Regions from separate parts of the Drosophila melanogaster genome. Here region 2 is linked to region 1. A link is a contact called in public Hi-C data. All regions are on one chromosome and are shown on one strand. The core of a region is the stretch at or near the end of the contact, and the rest is flanking DNA. Distances in the headings are between cores, read along the strand shown. Region 1 holds the start of Elp1 (Elongator complex protein 1). Region 2 holds the start of Blm (Bloom syndrome helicase).

The links. Hi-C and Micro-C count contacts between places; a contact is called where the count stands out from the background.
Region 2: a contact with region 1 is called in a Hi-C map of the Kc167 cell line, with 1.7 times the contacts expected there. The contact joins the promoter of Blm here to the promoter of Elp1 in region 1. A contact is called at or near these places in 11 of 107 Hi-C or Micro-C datasets (the Clone 8 cell line, the D17-c3 cell line, the Kc167 cell line and 6 more) and 1 of 6 datasets of contacts at active chromatin or transcription factors (the Kc167 cell line).

Annotation. Positions count from the first base shown.
Region 1 is chr3R:11,649,074-11,652,864 of dm6, reverse strand. It overlaps Elp1 (Elongator complex protein 1), which reads right to left and starts at 1,894. Exons shown (of 6, transcript NM_001275549.1): 1 at 1,291-1,894; 2 at 89-1,241; 3 at 1-9. The coding sequence starts at 1,857. It overlaps Csk (C-terminal Src kinase), which reads left to right and starts at 2,159. Exons shown (of 9, transcript NM_169414.2): 1 at 2,159-2,780.
Region 2 is chr3R:11,739,718-11,743,508 of dm6, reverse strand. Blm (Bloom syndrome helicase) reads left to right here and starts at 1,726. Exons shown (of 4, transcript NM_079595.3): 1 at 1,726-1,945; 2 at 1,996-3,791. The coding sequence starts at 1,852. CG14722 reads right to left here and starts at 1,619. Exons shown (of 2, transcript NM_141854.4): 1 at 1,348-1,619; 2 at 1-1,272. The coding sequence starts at 1,355.

The sequences.
Region 1 (3,791 bases), core at 645-3,144:
CGAGAGCACCTAGGGAGAAAAATATTAAATACATTTAAAAGGAACTGCATTTCAATTATTTCGTTTTTAAGTGATCAGTGTTAAATACCTGTGTAACCATCCCAAATACATCCTTTGACGATAACCCAATCTATCTGGTCAGCCGGCTCATGCAGCTGCACATAAGATCGCTCCACCTTAAGTGTCTTGTCCGCTTTAAGCGACACCTCGTATGTGTGACCATTATTCACTGTTTGCACGTAAAACTCATTCATGGCATAAGGTGCGACGGCAACAGCATTCACCAATCCGTTGATCCGCACGGAACTGTGCACTCGATAGAACCACTCGCCTGGCTTGTTGTCATTATCCTTATATGACAACAGTAGCAGGCGTGTGGATCCTGCTGAACTGTGAGTGGCCAGCAGATAGTGGGGCGAGAAATGGGTGAGATTGGCCAGATGCAAGCCAGAGAGCTCGGCATCGGGCATAAGCATAATGGGCTTTTGTAGCTCTTTGCCTAACGTATGTATGTGTTCATTTAGGTATATTTTACGATCGCAAGTATATACCCACAAGCTGGTACCATGGCTGATGAAGGCATTGATATACGTTTCGAATTTAAGGACGATCTTACTCATGGGTGGTGGTACTATGGCCTCGTCGAAATCTGTGAGCAACAGGCGTTTACCATCAATGACTCCCACGATAGAATTATTTCGATCTACGGCAAATGCCCAGCGGTAGACCAGATGCTTGCCACTTTCCTTAAGAACGTGAAGTGTGTGTTCGGCTCCACACCGCGTGTCCCAATGGAGCAGTGCCAGAGGATCCGCTTGTTCAAAAATCAACACCTGCTTCAAATACCAGTGGTAGTTACCTATTGTATACAGGTACACTCTCTGCTCTTCTTTGGCACATGTCCTAATGGCCAGTATGTCGGAGTCCTCGCTCCAGCGCAGCTGCACCACCGGCTCCTCCTGGAGATCGAAGGGAAGGACCAGCTCCCGATGTCGCAAGCCATTTTTCTCAAAGAGGGCTATGGTAGACTTGTTGGGAAACTGCTGGGGTACGGCAATCCAATTACCCGTAGGCCGCCAGACAACAGAATCTTTTAGATTTGCACTCTTTTCGGCTGTGTGATTCAGTTTTCCCTCGCTATCGTACACCTTAAAGGTGCGACCCAATTGGGCTGCCACATAAGACACAACAAAAAATTCACCATCGCCTCGCCAGGAAATGCTTACATCCTGTGGGGTAAACTAACCGAATTATTGTTTTTCTTTATGCTGGTTAAAAGATTAAACGCACCTGATTTAATTCCTGTTCATCGCGGATGAATGTAGAATCGGATTCTTTCTGCTTCGCAGCCTGCTTTCCCTCCGATCCGTGGAACTGCGTCTCCTTCTTGCCCCATCCCACATTGACAAACTGCTGATCTGGGTCTAGTTCCGCGTCCAGTGGCTGCTCCGCTATAACGTCGAATGTGCTGGTCATCAACACCACGTTGTGAGTGCGGGTAACGAAGGCCACCACTTCCTGATTAGGCGACCATGCCATGCTCTCTATGCCCACGTCACAGAACGTTCCCTCGCTGGTAGCTCCTGTTTGGGGGTCGACCAGGATCACTTCACCAGCACCACTGGCCACGCAGATCGCATTGTCCAGCTGTAAGAACTCCACTCCCACTATGTCCGGCAAATCGGCAATGACTTTTAGTCGTACATCTCCGGACTCCTGAACCGCGTAGATCTTGTTATCAGCCACCACGAAGTATATGTCCGAGGCGCCGCCATTTAGTTCAGGTTGAAGAAGTAGATGCTGGGGATGAGCCACTGCATTCAGCTCCTTGCAATATCGCAGCTTCAGATTGCGCATATTTCGTAAATATTGCACGTGTGGAACTGTGTGACCAGAGGCTTAAATGTCACTGCGGTGATAATTCTTTAATGCAATAATTCAATCGTTGATCAAAGGTTTTTTTGTGATATTTATATGATTATATGAATATGTTTATATACAATATTAGGAGGTTATAAAAAGTACAAATTTTCTTGATTTGTTAATTTTTTCTTTAACATTAATATAAAAACAGCCACAAGCACACATAGCTATAAAATAGCCAGATCTGCTCCGCCAACTCCGTTTACATTACTGCACCATTGCCGACTGGTCACACTGCAGTCCAGCAAAAACGGTTAAACAACACTAGCGCAAGATGGCTGCTCTGCTCTCGTGTGAATTTTTTGTTTAAATTAAAATCGCCCGTGGTGCGGACTGTTTGAGCAATCGAATTTTATTGGCACGCCATGCGTGGGATGAACTAAGACGGATGCAAGTGCGGATATGCATCAGCATCAACGGAGGAGGGCCGAAAATACGGAGAATACAATCGAAAATTCCACAAAACCAACAGCCAGGTGTCGGTGTGTGTATGCGTGAGAGTGCTTGTGCAAGTGTATGTGTGTATTTATATTCTTCATATCGGATCGGATCGTATCGGAAAGGTGGTGCAAATGTTTATAAATATATATTAAGGAACACCTTACTATATATATGCGTGATAAATCCAATGAAATGTGCATGTGGCTGATGGCTTAAAGCGCCAGCACAGGCATCGGAGTGGGCAGCGACGTCGGCAGCGCACCAGCGTCGGATTGGAATGTTAACTAAGAGCAATAACAACAACATCAACAACCACTGAAGCAACGGCAGCACCACCAGCTACATCAAAAACAAACCAAAACATACAATAAAAACAAATAGAAACAGCAATAGCTGCAAACATCATTGAAAATTGGGTAAGTCCAGGCATATGCATGGTTTTGGGACTACTTGTTTTTGAGCCCGTTTTAAGGACTCCGCCCAACGCCCTTTTTTTGCAGCGTCGCGCTGTCTGCTTCCTTAATACACTTGTCGTTGTGTTAGTGCGTGTGTGCGCGTGTGTCGGTGTGAAAGTAAGGAGAGCTTGCGAAAAAGGGATAGCGCAATTGGGCAAATAAAAAAGTGGCCAAATAAAAACTCTGCAAACATTTTTTGCACAATTCCATCAATGAAAAGCAAATATTGCATAAACATTTGCCTCATTATGAGGATGAGATGTATAAATGCAGATGAAATGGACAACGACAAACAAAATACTTTTAAAAGCGCACAGTGGTCACACGATACAGTGGCCGCAAAAGGAAATACAAGACTTTTGATTGTTTACACAAAGACCGCTTCTGTTGAAATCATTAAAAATATCCTAAGGCAAAAAACATTTTCCCCTTAAAAGTGTGCACAAAAGTCTGCATTACGAGTTACTACTGTATTTGTTTTGACTATTTTTGGGTCGACCATTTGCAGCTTCTTTATGTTTGTATTTTGATGCTGTTGTCTGAGGTCAACTAGTTGGCTTCAAAACGAAAGCAAAATCCGAAAATATCGTAATAAAAAAAATCACAAATACTACGCATTTTGGTTCGTTCCAATCAAAGCGAAAACAAAAACACGTTTTACAACTTTGCGGCGCGAAATTCATTGTTGTTGTGTTCGTTTTTTATTTTTATTTTTTGAATAACAAACACATGCACAGGCACACGCACACGCACACACGAAGTTATATACAGAAATGCTCATATATAGATATAGCCAACAATCGGGCCATGAATGACCGAAGCGATGCGTACAACAAAACCGATAGCCACAGTAGTAATTAAAGGCAATAACCGAAGCGTGGCGCATCGTAGTTTTTGTTACGGGTTTCCGTTCATAGTAATGCCTTTTGTTGTTGCTGTCTTTCGGTCAGTTTCTGCGTCGTCGGCAAAAAT
Region 2 (3,791 bases), core at 477-2,976, 91 kb before region 1:
GATGCGATGAGCTCACCGCTGGCATTCACGTCTAACGATTCGATGGGCATGTTATGCTGTCCCACAACGCCGAGATTACGATACGGAGCGATGTGACAAGCTCGAATGTTTCCATCCTCTCCGGCGACGCAAGCAATCCGGTCTGTGATGGGGATCATTAGACTAATGGGGCTCTTGATGCCCGGATACATGTCGCAGTGGTACCCAAATTGGCCCCAGTTGTAGGTGTACAAGCGACCCTTGGAGGTACCAACCACCAGCTTGGAGTCACCGCGGTAGACCCCCATGCAGTTCAGCTCCTCCTCGTACGGCTCCGATTGCACGTACATCTTCCGTGCGGATATATTAAATGTAGTCAGGTAGCCATCGGCACTGGTGGCCAGCAGAAGCTTGCTTTGCTCGTTAGTCGTCAGCTGGGTGATCTGATCTTCCAGTTCTTTTAGCTCGAAGATGGCGTTCTTGGTGCGCAAATCCCACAGCTTGACCGTACCGGCATCATCGCCCGAGGCAAAGAGATTTTCATTCAGAACGTGCAGCGTGTTGATGGCATCATCGTGGGCCGTCTCGTATAGCTTTTTTAGTTTCTCCGTTTCCATATCGGTGACCATCACGCACTTGTCTTTGGAGCAGGTGAGCAGGAAGCGCCCATCCTCTGTGAACTCCACATCGCGGCATGCTTTGGAATGAACCTCAATAGTGCGCAGCAGCTTGTTAGCCTCGTTGTCATACTCGTACAAATGTACATCCCCGATTATTGTGGCCAAGGCGATGATGTCGCGATCCGGATGAAAGCAGATATCTGTTATAAAGTCTTCCAGCTTAATCTCTGGAGGGGAACTGCGTGGCTTCTTTATGGCTGCTATCATGGCACGTACAGTCTCGTCTGTTTCGTCGTCCTCGTCCAAGTCGAAGGTGGCTTCTGGTTGCTTGTTGCTGCCCGATGGATTATCGTCATCCTTGCGTTTCTTTGCACTCGTTGCTCCTCCGGCGGTGACACCACCCGCCTCGTCGAGCATTGAATCATCTGAATCGGAGTCCGCTGCATTTGGATCGAAACTGTCATCGCTGCTGCTACTATCGTTGCCTTCGTAACTAATGTCGCCATCGTTATCCGGCACTGGAGCACCCATGTCTACCAGGTCATATTCGTCGTTGTCGCTGTCCGACTCGTTCAGCACCTCCTGTTCGATTTCCGCTATTACTCCCACCACCATGTCCTCGTCCAGATCATCTAGTTCGTCTTCGTCGGAGGGGGTTTTAAAGTTGTTATGTCTGCGAAACGTATGTTCGGAACATGTTTAGGATTCCAATCCATTGACCCAATGCGGTGCGTAATAAACTACTCACGTGTGCATAATATTGCAAGTCCAAGCTCCGAAAATATCCGCTTTTATTTACCACGTTTGGATATTGTTTGGATACCACGAGAACAAGAAGAAGCAGAAAGCATGTAGCCACTCAGCTGTTCGATATGGTTGGCCAAATAACTAGTTCTTAGCTAAATTCGCTTTTAAATGTTTTCCTCTGATACACAACAATATATCAATTTACACTTTATATTTTCAATACAAGTCATGCGATGCGCTTTCATCGCTTTACAATTTTTTTTCTTTTAATGATCTTTTAAAATATTATCGGATTAAATATGGTATATTTGAGTAGGTTACTCTGATGTTTCAGCTATATGTGAAGGGTGGACCGACGGTCACACTAATTCCTATTCGCATTGTTTCCATTGGCATATTGCGCGGGTTTTTAGTCCGAAAGTGTATAAAATTGTATTGCTTACTTATTTGTTAACTAGTTGTATGCAAATTAAAGCGCTGACATCTGTTTAAATCGCTGGTCGTGATGTCCAAGAAGCCTGTCGCGCAAAGAAAACAGCTCACACTTAGCAGCTTCATTGGCCTGGATGGCAATTCCCAGAGTCAACCTAAGAGCAGAGGTATTTGGAGCATTTTGACCAAATTAGGGATGTTAATAGTTGCATTTCAGCCGCAAGTGTCAGAAGCAAGCCCCCCGCAGTCTACAATCCCATCTTTCTGGACGCGTCCTCATCCGACGATGAAACTACGGAGATATCCAGTCAATCCAACAATGGCACTATTGCTACGAAGAAGTCCAGCAGAGATCCTAGAACCGCAAAGCTCAAAAAACACACATACCTCGATCTGTCAGTGTCCCCACTAGCTAAACTTTCTGCCAAGAAATATGCCAGAGATTCGCCCAAAAAGCCCACATCCCTCGATCTGTCAGTGTCCCCACTAGCTGAACTTCTTGCCAAAAAATCTGACAGAGATTCGCCCAAAAAGCCAGTACAGAATGAGAATAGTTACACCTATCGGGGATTGTCGGAATCTCCTGTTGAAAATAAATCAATTGGCGATACACTAAGGAAACCACCTCAAAAAGAGAGGAAAACATCAATAGTTTGGCTTTCGGATTCTCCGGAAAAGAAAGTGACGCAAAATGAGAGGAAGATCCTAGACTCTCCACTCCAAAGGTTCTCCTTCGAGGACTTTCCAAACAAAGAAAATGGAAATAGACATCACCTACTCACACTGCCTGATTCGCCGCCCCCTCCGCAGCCTGTCAAGAAACCGGAGAAAACTATGTGGCAAAATGAAACAAAAACGATTCAGGATAAGGACTCCCCTGCAAACCCATTAGTTAGCAACAATCTGGCCTCCATTTCGACTCTGCTTGACTCATCGCGGGCTCCTAATACATATAAAGGCAGTAGTCGTAATCTTTTTGAGGATTCTCCAGAGAAAAGTGGCAGCGGGGAGCAAGGCTATAAACTGGGTTCAGCGAAAGAAAATGAAATCCCGACAAAGCCTGCGACCGCTTCTCTGGAAAGAAATAGCGTCACCTCCTCTCCATCACCAGCGGCACCATTGAAGCCCAGATACAGTGTGGCTTTTGACAATTCTCTGGCTGATTACTTAAAGGACTTGGCCCAAAACGACAACTTCAGCATCGATCCCAATAAACAGAATACTGAGACACTGAAGAGCACGCTTGGATTCTTTCGCAACACTTATGTGGAGCTAATGGAAAAATATTGCTCTCTGATTGACCAGATTCCCGCCATGCACTTCAATGAAATAGCAGGCTTTCAGCCGAATACGTTTCTCAAGCTCAAAGTAATGCGACAAAAATTTAAAGCGCGGACACAGCTTGTCCAAAACAGTTTAGATAAGAAAGAAAGTCAGCTAAAAGCGGAACAGGAAGCCCTTGAGAAGGAGGAAATAGAAATGCAGGCGGAACAGGCTCAGCAGACTGTTTTATCATCATCTTCACCAGAGAAAAGTCGCCCGATAATGCCCCTGCCAAAAGTTCAAGAAATCAAGGATGAAAAAATACCCAATCGGAATCAGCTTATACACGACCTTTGCGGAGAGCCAGACAATTTCTCTCCACCCAGCTCGCCGCGCGATACGCAACTTATTCCGAAACGCCAGCAGCTCATCAACGACCTTTGCGGGGAGCCGGATGACTTCTCACCACCGAGCAAACAAAATGATCCGCACCTGCTGCGAAAGTGCGAAGAACTTGTCCATGACCTTTGCGAGGAACCGGACGACTACTTAGCACAGAGCATGATGCTAGACGGCGACTTGGAGGAGGAACAACTGAACGGACCCACGCAGGGGACGACAACCAGCGGAATGGATGATGACGAAGATGACTTGGAGGGATTGCTGGCGGAAATCGAGGACGAGCATCAGAAGATGCAGGGCCGCAGGTCAGAGTTCAATGGTTACAGCTATAAGGAGTTGGAAGCTGTC